Linked DNA regions of Mus musculus: region 1 is linked to region 2. Evidence: chromatin contacts called from public promoter capture Hi-C data. All regions are on one chromosome and are shown on one strand. Each heading gives the region's core, a stretch centred on a gene start, on an enhancer-like site or on the middle of the called end of the contact. The rest is flanking DNA. Distances are from core to core; before and after follow the strand shown.

Region 1 (4,691 bases), core at 1,438-3,937, 110 kb before region 2:
AGCTTGGCTTGCTTATAGAGGTAGCTGTGCAACACTTGTGGGTCTTTTCTCTGATCTTCGATTCCCTGAGAGAGGCACAGCTGAGAATTTCTGGCATTCCTCCTGATGACTAGAGCTGAGGCTGAGGCCTGGCTGTCTCTGCTAGGTAGGCCACTGCTGCTGATTCCTGTTTGCTATGCTGACTCTACTGAACTGGACTGCTGGTGTGTTACAGTAAATCTCCAACCCAAATATGCCCCGGCTATAATAACACAACTCAGTTAATATGATTGCATGCAGTGCGCCTAGATTGGGCAGATCTACCACTACACTACCATCTTCCTCATCTATGAGACTCCTTAGAACTTGAGGTTTCTCCAGGCCATGTGCTTCTGCTCCATTACTTCTTCTTCTTCCTCCTCCTCCTCTGCATCCTCTTCCTCCTCCATTTTCTCCTTCTTCTCTCTCCCAACCTTCTGCTCCACCTTCCCTTTATCTGCCCAATCAACAGTTCTCCTTTATTTTACAAATTAAGGTGGGAAGCAGGTTCACCTGAGTGCCGAACTCATCAAATATAATTAGCCCCATGGCTATCCACAACCCTGGTGTATCAGTGAAGTATTTGCAAGTAGATCAAACTGTGCTGCTCAATGACCAGTGAACTGAATTGCTGATTTCCAAACAACACAGAGGGGGTTTACTCCAAAGAATCTTTCTAAACAGGTGCACTTCCCCCGTATCCTCTCTTTCCCACCACTTTGGTGGGTGGTGGGCTACAAGGGAGGTTAAAGCGTTTAAGAACTATCATTAAAAATAAGATTTGGGCTGGGCTGTGGTGGCGCACGTCTTTAATCCCAGCACTTGGGAGGCAGAGGCAGGCAGATTTCTAAGTTCGAGGCCAGCCTGGTCTACAAAGTGAGTTCCAGGACAGCCAGGGCTACACAGAGAAACCCTGTCTCGGAAAAAAATAAAATAAAATAATAATAATAAGATTTGGAAAATTAAAGATACAACGGGAGGAGTGGGAAGTGAGCTTGATCATGGTACACAGTGTGAAAGTCCCAAATAATTCACAAAAATATTATGTTAAAAAAAAAGAAAGTTGGTGTTTGTTTTTTGTTTTGTTGTTGTTTGGGGGGGCAGGGTTTTGGGGAGAGGGGCTTGAAACAAGGTTTCTCTGTGGAGCCTGTATATCCTAGAAGCTAGTATTAAAGGCATGAGCCGCCGCCACCACCACCACCCCTGCCTTTGATTTTATTTTAGATTAGTCATATCTCACTAAAACTCCTGTCTCAGCCTTACCAACGCTGAGAGGTCAGGTAGGTACCACCCCTACCAGACAGAAAAGACTTTCCATGTAATTAAACCCACCGCCTTCCTTGCTCATGGTGAGTAGGCATTCTGCCACTGAGCTGCATCAAAGGCAAGGTTTTTTCAATTCTTGTTTTATTCTTACATGATGGAGCTGAGAATGAAACCCACTTCTTCATGCATGCTAGTCAGTCATGTGTTCTGTCCATAAAAGTCATATTGTAATTTGTAATTTTTCTTTTTCTTTTTTAATTTTTCCAGTTCTACACACATTTCTATTTTATTATGACAAAGGTGAAAATGCCACCTTCTCCACAACAGCACCCAGGAAAACTTATCCCAAAAAATAACTCAGTACAAAACAGGTCTGTTTCAGAATTTAAAAAAAAAAAAAAAAAAAAACTTTACATGAGTTTTTAGATCCTATTTTAAAACAGGAAGTAAAAAGAAACAAAAAACCAAATTCACCATTGTCTGCACAGTCCAGTTGCCTACCCTCCCTCTAAGGCATCACAGACGAGGCGTCTGGGTCCCGGTTCTTGTGCGGATTTGTTCGGTTGTTTAGCTGGTGTCCCTCCTTGCATTGTAAGCATCCAGCTGTGCGTCCAACTCCTCTGCAGAAAGCTGCTGCTGCTTTGAGTTCCTGCCAGTGCCTCTACCCCTTCCCTGGCTGCCGCGGCCACCAAAGCCTCCAGAGCCACGGCTCCTTGTCATGCCGCCTCTGTTTCCGCTTTGTGCAGGTCTTCGCTGTGGATCGATCTGTGACGTGACAAGCTGGATGTCCATAGGGCGGCCATCCAAAGGGACGCCCTTGTACTGCTTCATAGCCTTCAGGGCATCTGCCCTCCGTTCAAAGTGTACATCCGCCGTCCCTAAACTTCGTCCAGAGCGATCGTAGTCCACAGCGGCTTTTTTCAACGTTCCAAATTCAGCAAAGAGTTCCTGAATGTCAGCATCTGACACCCCGAAGTCCAGGTTTGACACGAGCAGCTTGGCACCGGTCTCCACGCCTTCCCCACCCCCGCAGCCGCTGTCGAATAGGTCGTGCTGCCACTTGTCCGGAAGTGGTTTCGGTCTACTGTACGGTGCCGGCCGGTTCCTGCCGCCGCGGGCGATGGCGGGCCGGTTCCTCCTAGGCCCGCCGCCTCGATTCACCCGGCGCTGGTTACGGTTCAGCTTAATGATGTCGTCCAAAGACATGTCCATCTTGTCGGCCATGGCGGGCGCGGATCCGGGCCTGACTGGCCCGGCCCTCGCGGTGCAGACCAGAAAGTACTCAAATTCAATGATTCCCCCGCCTTGACTCCGCCTCTCCGACCGGTGCTGGAATCACAAGCGCACCAAAATCACACTTGGAAATTGGAAGTCTGTGCGCTTGTGAATCTGGCTTTCGCTCTGACCCCTGGTGGCCGCCCAGCGCCTAGAGACATCTGGGACAAATTCGAGGCACTTCCGGAAACCGAGCGGGCCACGCGGCTTCTCCGCGATATTTGCATACCCACAATGCAGTGCACACAGATGGTTGTATAATTTAAAAGGGTAGCGTGTTGTTTTCGTTGTTCTGTTTTATTCCTTTTATTCCTTAATGTGATAGAACCTTCAAAGATTTATCTGATATAATAAAGTAGTCAGTGTCTTTAGGAGTAAATAGTCACCATTAGTTGTCTAGGAAATACAGTCGGCCGAGAACTGTACACTAGGACAGCTGGGTATACTCTGGTTTCTCTTCAGATCGTATAAATCTTTCGCCTTTTACTAAAGATTTCCGTGGAGAGGAACAATTCTGAGTCTTACACTAATTTTTTGAGGCCTTGCTTTAGCAAGGCTATTAATAATGTTTAAAGTTAGAATTAACAGTCTTTATTGTGTGCTCTATGTATTTTTTTGTCTTCAGTGTTAACCAAAGTTAGAATTAACAGTCTTTATTGTGTGCTCTATGTATTTTCTTGTCTTCAGTGTTAACCACTGTAAGGTAAAAATGGCTTGAGCTTAGGCTAAAGAGACAGCTCATTGGTTAAAAGGGCTCAGTCGCATGGCGTTGTGTCTCATAACCGATAAAGTAAATAAGCCTTTAAAAGCAAATACTAAGTTTTTGTGGGAAGTCTGTAGACATGTTATTTATTAAGCTGTTTTTTATCTAGCTGCGTTATGTTGTGGTCTCAGTGAACATATGTATAAACCATTATTTTTAATATTTTATTTAAGTGCAAGGTGGTTATGGACTTAAGGCACGTACAATTTTCTAGCAAGATGGCTAACCCAGCTCTGTAGCTGAGGAAGAACTAGCGCCCCCTTCTGACTTCCATCAGTGCCAAGCAACGCTCAGATACGCAGGCAAAATATTCATACAAATAAAGGCAGATACATTCTAAAAAATAAATGCAGCCACTCGAGCAGAAGGGACAGGTTACCCTCAGAGCTGTGGGAGGGGCTAGACTATGATGCAATTCCCCATCTCCCCCCAGTCCCTCCCCCCCCAAAAAAATGAAAACTACTCTCCCACCCAAGACCTTTCCCTTAAGGACAGAGACTGTCCCTTTGAAATACCTCAGTCTCCTTATAGCTAAAATACCTCAGTAATAAGAACAGGTAACAAGGGGGCTGGAGAGATGGCTCAGTGGTTAAGAGCACCGACTGCTCTTCCGAAGGTCCGAAGTTCAAATCAGCAACCACATGGTGGCTCACAACCATCCGTAATGAGATCTGACTCCCTCTTCTGGTGTGTCTGAAGACAGCTACAGTGTACTTAGATATAATAATAAATAAATCTTAAAAAAAAAAAAAAAGAACAGGTAACAAAGTGGCAGGAACTTCAAACACAGAATGCCCTCGGTCTGCTTGGCAAAGCATCTTTGGCTCTGCCCACCAAAGTACACTGGAAAGGAAGTTGAACTTTCTCTCTTCCTGGAACAGACTTGAAATCATGGAAAGGCTCTTGGATGTCTCCTGGATGGGCTACTGCACTGACCAGTTCATTGCCTGCTTCACGCCTCACTTCTGTTTCTACAAAATTCCCTGGGATAAACGCTCCACAGTGCCCCACCTGGGGCCTACTTCTGCTGGATAGGAGCTCCCACAACTCCCACCTGTAACCCTATAACAAATCTCCCTTCTAACCTCTCGGAAATTCCTTCTCTGCTTTGCAAAACAAAGGACCTGAAAGCCAACGGTTTGGGTGCCTCTAGTGGCCATTGGATAGCCTGACACCTTAACACTCCAAGCTATCCATGACTGAAGCAAGAAAGTTTCCAAAGATACTTTCCCACTTTTCTTTATCATCCTCAGTGTCATCAATAGGTGAGGGCGGGAGTATAGGGAGTTCACGGTCCAGCCTGGGATACCTGCCTAAAGAAAACAATAAAATAAAGAAACAGGATGGACATACCATGGATAGCCGAACA
Region 2 (5,072 bases), core at 2,333-4,832:
TTTTCCCATGATCCCCCTGTTCCTACCTCTCTGCAATGAATGCAGAGATGAGGCCAACTGGAGTGTTGAAGTTACTGTTCTGCCTTTGAGTACCTAGTGCTACATCGACTCTGTTAGCCACCACATTACTCTGCTGATTCAAAAATAGTCTGCTGTCTGGGCCTAGATACTGCATACTGGTAATCCCAGGACTCAGAGCTGCACAGCAAGACTGCATCTCAAAATAAATATATTAACATCAATAGCCCCATCTCATCTAAACTCCTAGTTCCATCTAAACTAGGTGTTCTTCTCCTTTTCTTTTCAGTTGATTTTTGAATCCCTGGAGTTGGTCTGTACAGAGAGGGAAGATCTCAAGGAGCCAGAGCCATAAAGGAAGTGGGCTAAGAGATAGCAGGGTCACAGAGGTTGTGGAACTGCAGATATAAATCAGAGGAATCAAGTCAGAGATACAGCCTAGACACAAGATTGGGGTGATAGAGTCAAAATGACTAGAAGGATATGGATGGAGTCAAGGAAAAAGGACCTACAGCAAATCAGAAACCTAAACAAGATATCCAAGCATGTGTAGTAGGGCTTAGGGGAAGAAAAAGATCCATTTAGGGGAAAAAGAGTTGGGGAAGAGGTCTGAGGTTGAACGAGAATGTAAAGATAGAGAAAACCAAGATGATATATCTGTGAATATCAGTTCACCGGAAGCAGATGACCTGCCTGGTCTGAGCCTTCATTCACTTACTGGGCCTTTGGCTAATGAGAGAAACTGTTATCAGTCAGCTTAATTCATCCAAACTCTGTCTGTACCAGGGATGTTTTACTCAGGGGAAGCCTCTATGATGCTCTGGCAGCCAACATTCAGCTCTGGAGCCTTGGACTCGGGTGAGGTTCTGGTGAGGGACAGAAGGTGGTCCTCTCATGCTCTGAGGTTCACTTACAACCAGGAGCCCAGCCACTTTTCATTATCCCCGGATCTCTAGAGGGAATGGTGGGCCCAAGGATCACAGAAGTAGAGTCTGGCTGTCTATGGGTCTTACATTTCAAGACAGAGTTGGTGCTGGGAATCACAGGAAAGGGGAAAACCAGCGTAAGGAGGTTGAACTGAGAACCCAGAGCTACAAGAATATCATCCCCGCCCAGCAGTGGTGGCACATGTCTTTAATCCCAGCACTTGGGAGGCAGAGGCAGGCAGATTGCTGAGTTTGAGGCCAGCCTGGTCTATAGAGTGAGTTCCAGGACAGCCAGGGCTACACAGAAAAAACCCTGCCTCGAAAAACAAGCAAACAAACAACAAAAAGAATATCATCCCCAATTAAGTCATATGGTTCTCTGTCAAAAGTCATTTGTCTAGTGCTGGCTACATGGATCAACAGGTAAGAGAACAGACTATTAAAAAAAAAGAGAGAGAACTGACTATTGTTCCAGAGGACCTGGGTTCAGTTCCCAACACCCGCACGACAGCTAACAATTGTCTATAACTCCAGTTCCAAAGAGAATCTGACACCCTCTCCTATCCTCCATGGGCATGTCACACCAGTGCATCACAGACATTCAAGCAGGCAAAAAATTCATATATATATATATGTATATATGTATCATATATATGTTAAAAGTAAATAAATCTCAAAAAAATGTTTTCATCATCCATGTCAGAGGGTAAAGGATGCCTGCGATCAATCCTGAAGTCCTTAGTTCAATCCCCGGGACCCACATGATGAGAGAACAAGCTTCCAAAATGTGCCCTCCGACCTTCACCCATGCCCCGTGATACATGCAGCCACACACTTACACAGGACAAAAATAAATATCACCTGTGAGATGGTTCAGTGGGTAAAGGTGCTTGCTGTCAAACCCGATGACCCCAGGTTCACCTCTGGGACCCACAGGCTAGGAAAAGAAAACTGATCCTCTCAAGTTGTCCTCTGACCTCCCACCTGCCCTGGAACGAATGTGCCCCTCCCCAGTATGTACACAAAATACCTAAATAAGGTGAGCAATAACTTTAAAAAAGAAAGATTAATTGTCTAGAGTGGAACAATTATAAAGGAGCCAGGCCTGCTCACAGAGAAGAAGGCACAGAAAAGCCTACCTCATCTGTTTAACTATTTCTTAGGGCCTGGGCTTTCCCTTAATGGAGGCTGGTAGGGTTGGGGCCCTCTGATGGAGGAGAAAAGGGGAAGGAGGTGTCTGGGGACACAAGGGCGGGGCCAAGAGCAGGAAATGAGCTGGGAACCACCACCACCCTCCCTTCACTGCAGGCAACCAGAGAAGGGGGACAAAGAGGAAATGACAGATTGGGGTGGGGTGGAGTGGAGGGGGGCAGAATTGTGCCCCCTTTTTTTGTTAAGTTGCTCTGCGTGCTGAAAACAAGCTGGGCAGTGTAGTCGGGTCGGCACTGATCAATTTCAGAACAAATTAAGGCCTGGTTCTGAGTGGTGACTGCATGTCCTACACAGTGATGAGCTCCCAGGCCCACTGCAGAGGGAGCTCCAGACTGGGTGCACACCCCTCTTTATTGTAGTTTCCACTCCCCACTTCAAACCAGGGCTGAAGCAGTCTGGTTCACTTTTCCCGCATTCCCGGTGCAGTCTACCATCAACGGGTTTCTTCTTTGCAAGCAATTTAAAGAAGAGTGTCACTCCTCCCTGCTGCCCCCACTCCTGTGGCCCAGCAAAGGTGCAGAAGGGCTAGGTCCTTGTCCCTTGGTGCTGTTCTCCAGTTAGAATGCCTTCCTCTCCCCTCCGCAAGTTCTATCCTCAGACTCGCTGGGCCCTTTCTTACCTGTATCTCCACTTAGTGTTCCACCAACTATCCCTTCAGCCATTCTTCTGGCATCCGACCTCCATTCCCTCCACCCTGTCCCCAGTCTCCATTCTCTCATCTGATTCATCCACCTCTCCAGATTTTCCAAATCTCATCCCCCACCCCACCCCGGGACACATTCCCTCGGCATTCCCATCCTCGAGTTCTCAGCTACCCGGTCCCTAACTACCGCAGAAGGGCACCTCTCCATCTTCTTCTCTGAGCCACATTTCCTGTCTTGCCTTTGCCTAGATCTCAGGTGTGGTGATCCTGGGCCACTGCCCGTTCCCTAAGAGCTCATTCTGCCCAACGGAGAAGACAAGGTTGGCGTCTGCATGGCAATCCAGCCACCCAGCTGCCCCGTTCCAATTGACCTCCTTACCTTCCTGGCCCGAGTGCTGTAGATGCTCACGTAGGTCACACCCAAACACCCGTTCCTTAGAGCTGCCCTTCTTCTTTCCTTTCTGCCGAGACTTCATGACCAGGGCCCCCCGGGATCTCTGTCCCCCAAGACCTTTGACCTACCAGTCCCCCATGGAATCCCAGTCAGTAGTTGGGCTTGGCCCAGCCCCAGGGGGGGCAGGGCTCCAAACTGGAGGTGGAGGGTGGCCTGGGCAAGGGACAGCAGCGCTTGCCTCTGGGGGGCCCCTGGGGCCACACGGAAGTAGATATGGAAGAGGAAGCTACCAGAACCCTGGCATGAAGCTGTGTCTCGTGGCCAAGCTGAGCGCTAGCCCTTCTCGTCCTGTGCAGCTCGAGGGGGAGCAGGAAGCTGTGCAGCTCCTCAAACCCGCTTCCTGTTAGAGCATCTTTGCAACCACAGGCCTCGGGTGGGGGAGGTAGCTGGCATTCACATCCTCATCATTGCTGGGACTCCATTCATTGGTCACAGCAGAAGGTGATGTCAGAATCTCGGGGTGGAGTAAGGGTGCCTGGGGTGTGAGCAGGTGGCTGCCATTTCTAGAGACCGAAATCTCTAGGTGGGACAGAGACCCGAGGCTTTGCCTGTGAGCACGGCAGGAAAGGACCACGAAGAACATACCCAGGGTGGGGGATTCTTTGATGACCCTGCCATCTTGGTCAGGTCACATTACTTCACTGAGCCTCCAGTCGCTGTACATTTGAAAATGAGGACACAGACCAGGTGACTTTGAGTTTCAGTTTCTTTGTCTGTCAAAGGGTACACGGCTGACCACCCCACACAGCTGCTGGAAGTTTCCAGTACAGTCAGATTAGAACCACTTTAGAAACTAAGGCACTGGCTTCCCCAAAAGGAGGTTATGTCCACACGGCCCTACCTGAGGGCTCTCAGAAATGGTTACAATGTCTTTTGAAAGCCACTTGCTCCTTTCTTAGCTGTATCTGGGCCCTTTCCCTGGGAGGGAATCACATAGAGACTCAGTCCATAGCACTTGTGACTTACCCAGTTCAAGGGGCAAGACAGGAATCAGACAAAAAAAGGTTTTATCTGTTTATTTAAAAACAGAATATCATTTTATGTACAAATATACATATATTTACATGAAATATACATACTAAGACCCCAGATCCTTGGGGTCCATAAGTCCTGGGCTGCTTGGGAATGAAATGAGAGTTTCTCCTTTAGACCAGCAGATTTCAGGCCACACAAGGGTTGGATACTAAATCCCAGTATTCTGACTGCGTAAGTTTGGGCAGGCTAAAGAAAAACAAACATCTTACCCCAGGCTCCACACATACAAAGTGCCAGAGAGCCCCGGATTAATGACTCAGAAACCCCTGGGGAAGGGCCTGTTCTCACCCTCACCCACAACACCCCTTTCTCTTCACCTGAACTTCCACCTTCCCCGCGACCTACCCTCTGCCCTCAACACAACTGAACCAGGAGTCCTTGACAACAAGTCCCAACGCCGTGAAGGTACAAACCACTGTAGACACAGCGAGGACAAGATTCGAGGGGCCATGGGAGCCAAGCCCCCCCATCCCTAGTCTCTTATCCAGTGTTCAGACCTCATACCCCAGGTTCCAGACTCCTCCAGCTGTCAGCCCCCTCCCCAGAACCTCTGTGGGTGAAGGCATCCTAGGAAGAGAACTTTCCAGAACCACAGGCACTAATCCCTGCCGTGGTCTGCTAGACAGTTTGGTTGAATGCCTATGTGGCCTGGCCTGGCTTAAACAAGCCCAGTAAAGAACATGCACACACATCAATAAAGTTTCTTCTTTCTTTCTTTCTCTGCTTTTAAAGTTTCTTTTTCTCTTATTAAGGGAGTCTAAGCAGAACTCAGGAAGCTAGCTCC

Evidence for each region. Capture Hi-C pulls out chosen DNA fragments and counts their contacts.
Region 1: a contact with region 2 is called in a promoter capture Hi-C map of pancreatic islet. The contact joins the promoter of Alyref2 here to the promoter of Arhgap30 in region 2. A contact is called at or near these places in 11 of 39 promoter capture datasets (3T3-L1-derived adipocytes, cranial neural crest, embryonic stem cells and 7 more), 7 of 484 Hi-C or Micro-C datasets (CD4 T cells, Th1 cells, bone marrow-derived macrophages and 2 more), 15 of 115 datasets of contacts at active chromatin or transcription factors (the 230-238 cell line, the HPC-7 cell line, the SCID.adh cell line and 8 more) and 4 of 9 other capture datasets (adipose tissue, embryonic stem cells, liver and 1 more).

Annotation. Positions count from the first base shown.
Region 1 is chr1:171,501,474-171,506,164 of GRCm38.p6, reverse strand. Alyref2 (Aly/REF export factor 2) reads right to left here and starts at 2,687. Exons shown (of 1, transcript NM_019484.4): 1 at 1,415-2,687. The coding sequence starts at 2,508. The coding sequence ends at 1,852. It overlaps LOC115487699 (a small nuclear RNA gene), which reads left to right and starts at 3,002; the gene lies at 3,002-3,117.
Region 2 is chr1:171,387,470-171,392,541 of GRCm38.p6, reverse strand. It overlaps Arhgap30 (Rho GTPase activating protein 30), which reads right to left and starts at 3,582. Exons shown (of 12, transcript NM_001005508.2): 1 at 3,179-3,582. The coding sequence starts at 3,275. Nectin4 (nectin cell adhesion molecule 4) reads right to left here. Exons shown (of 9, transcript NM_027893.3): 9 at 4,255-5,072.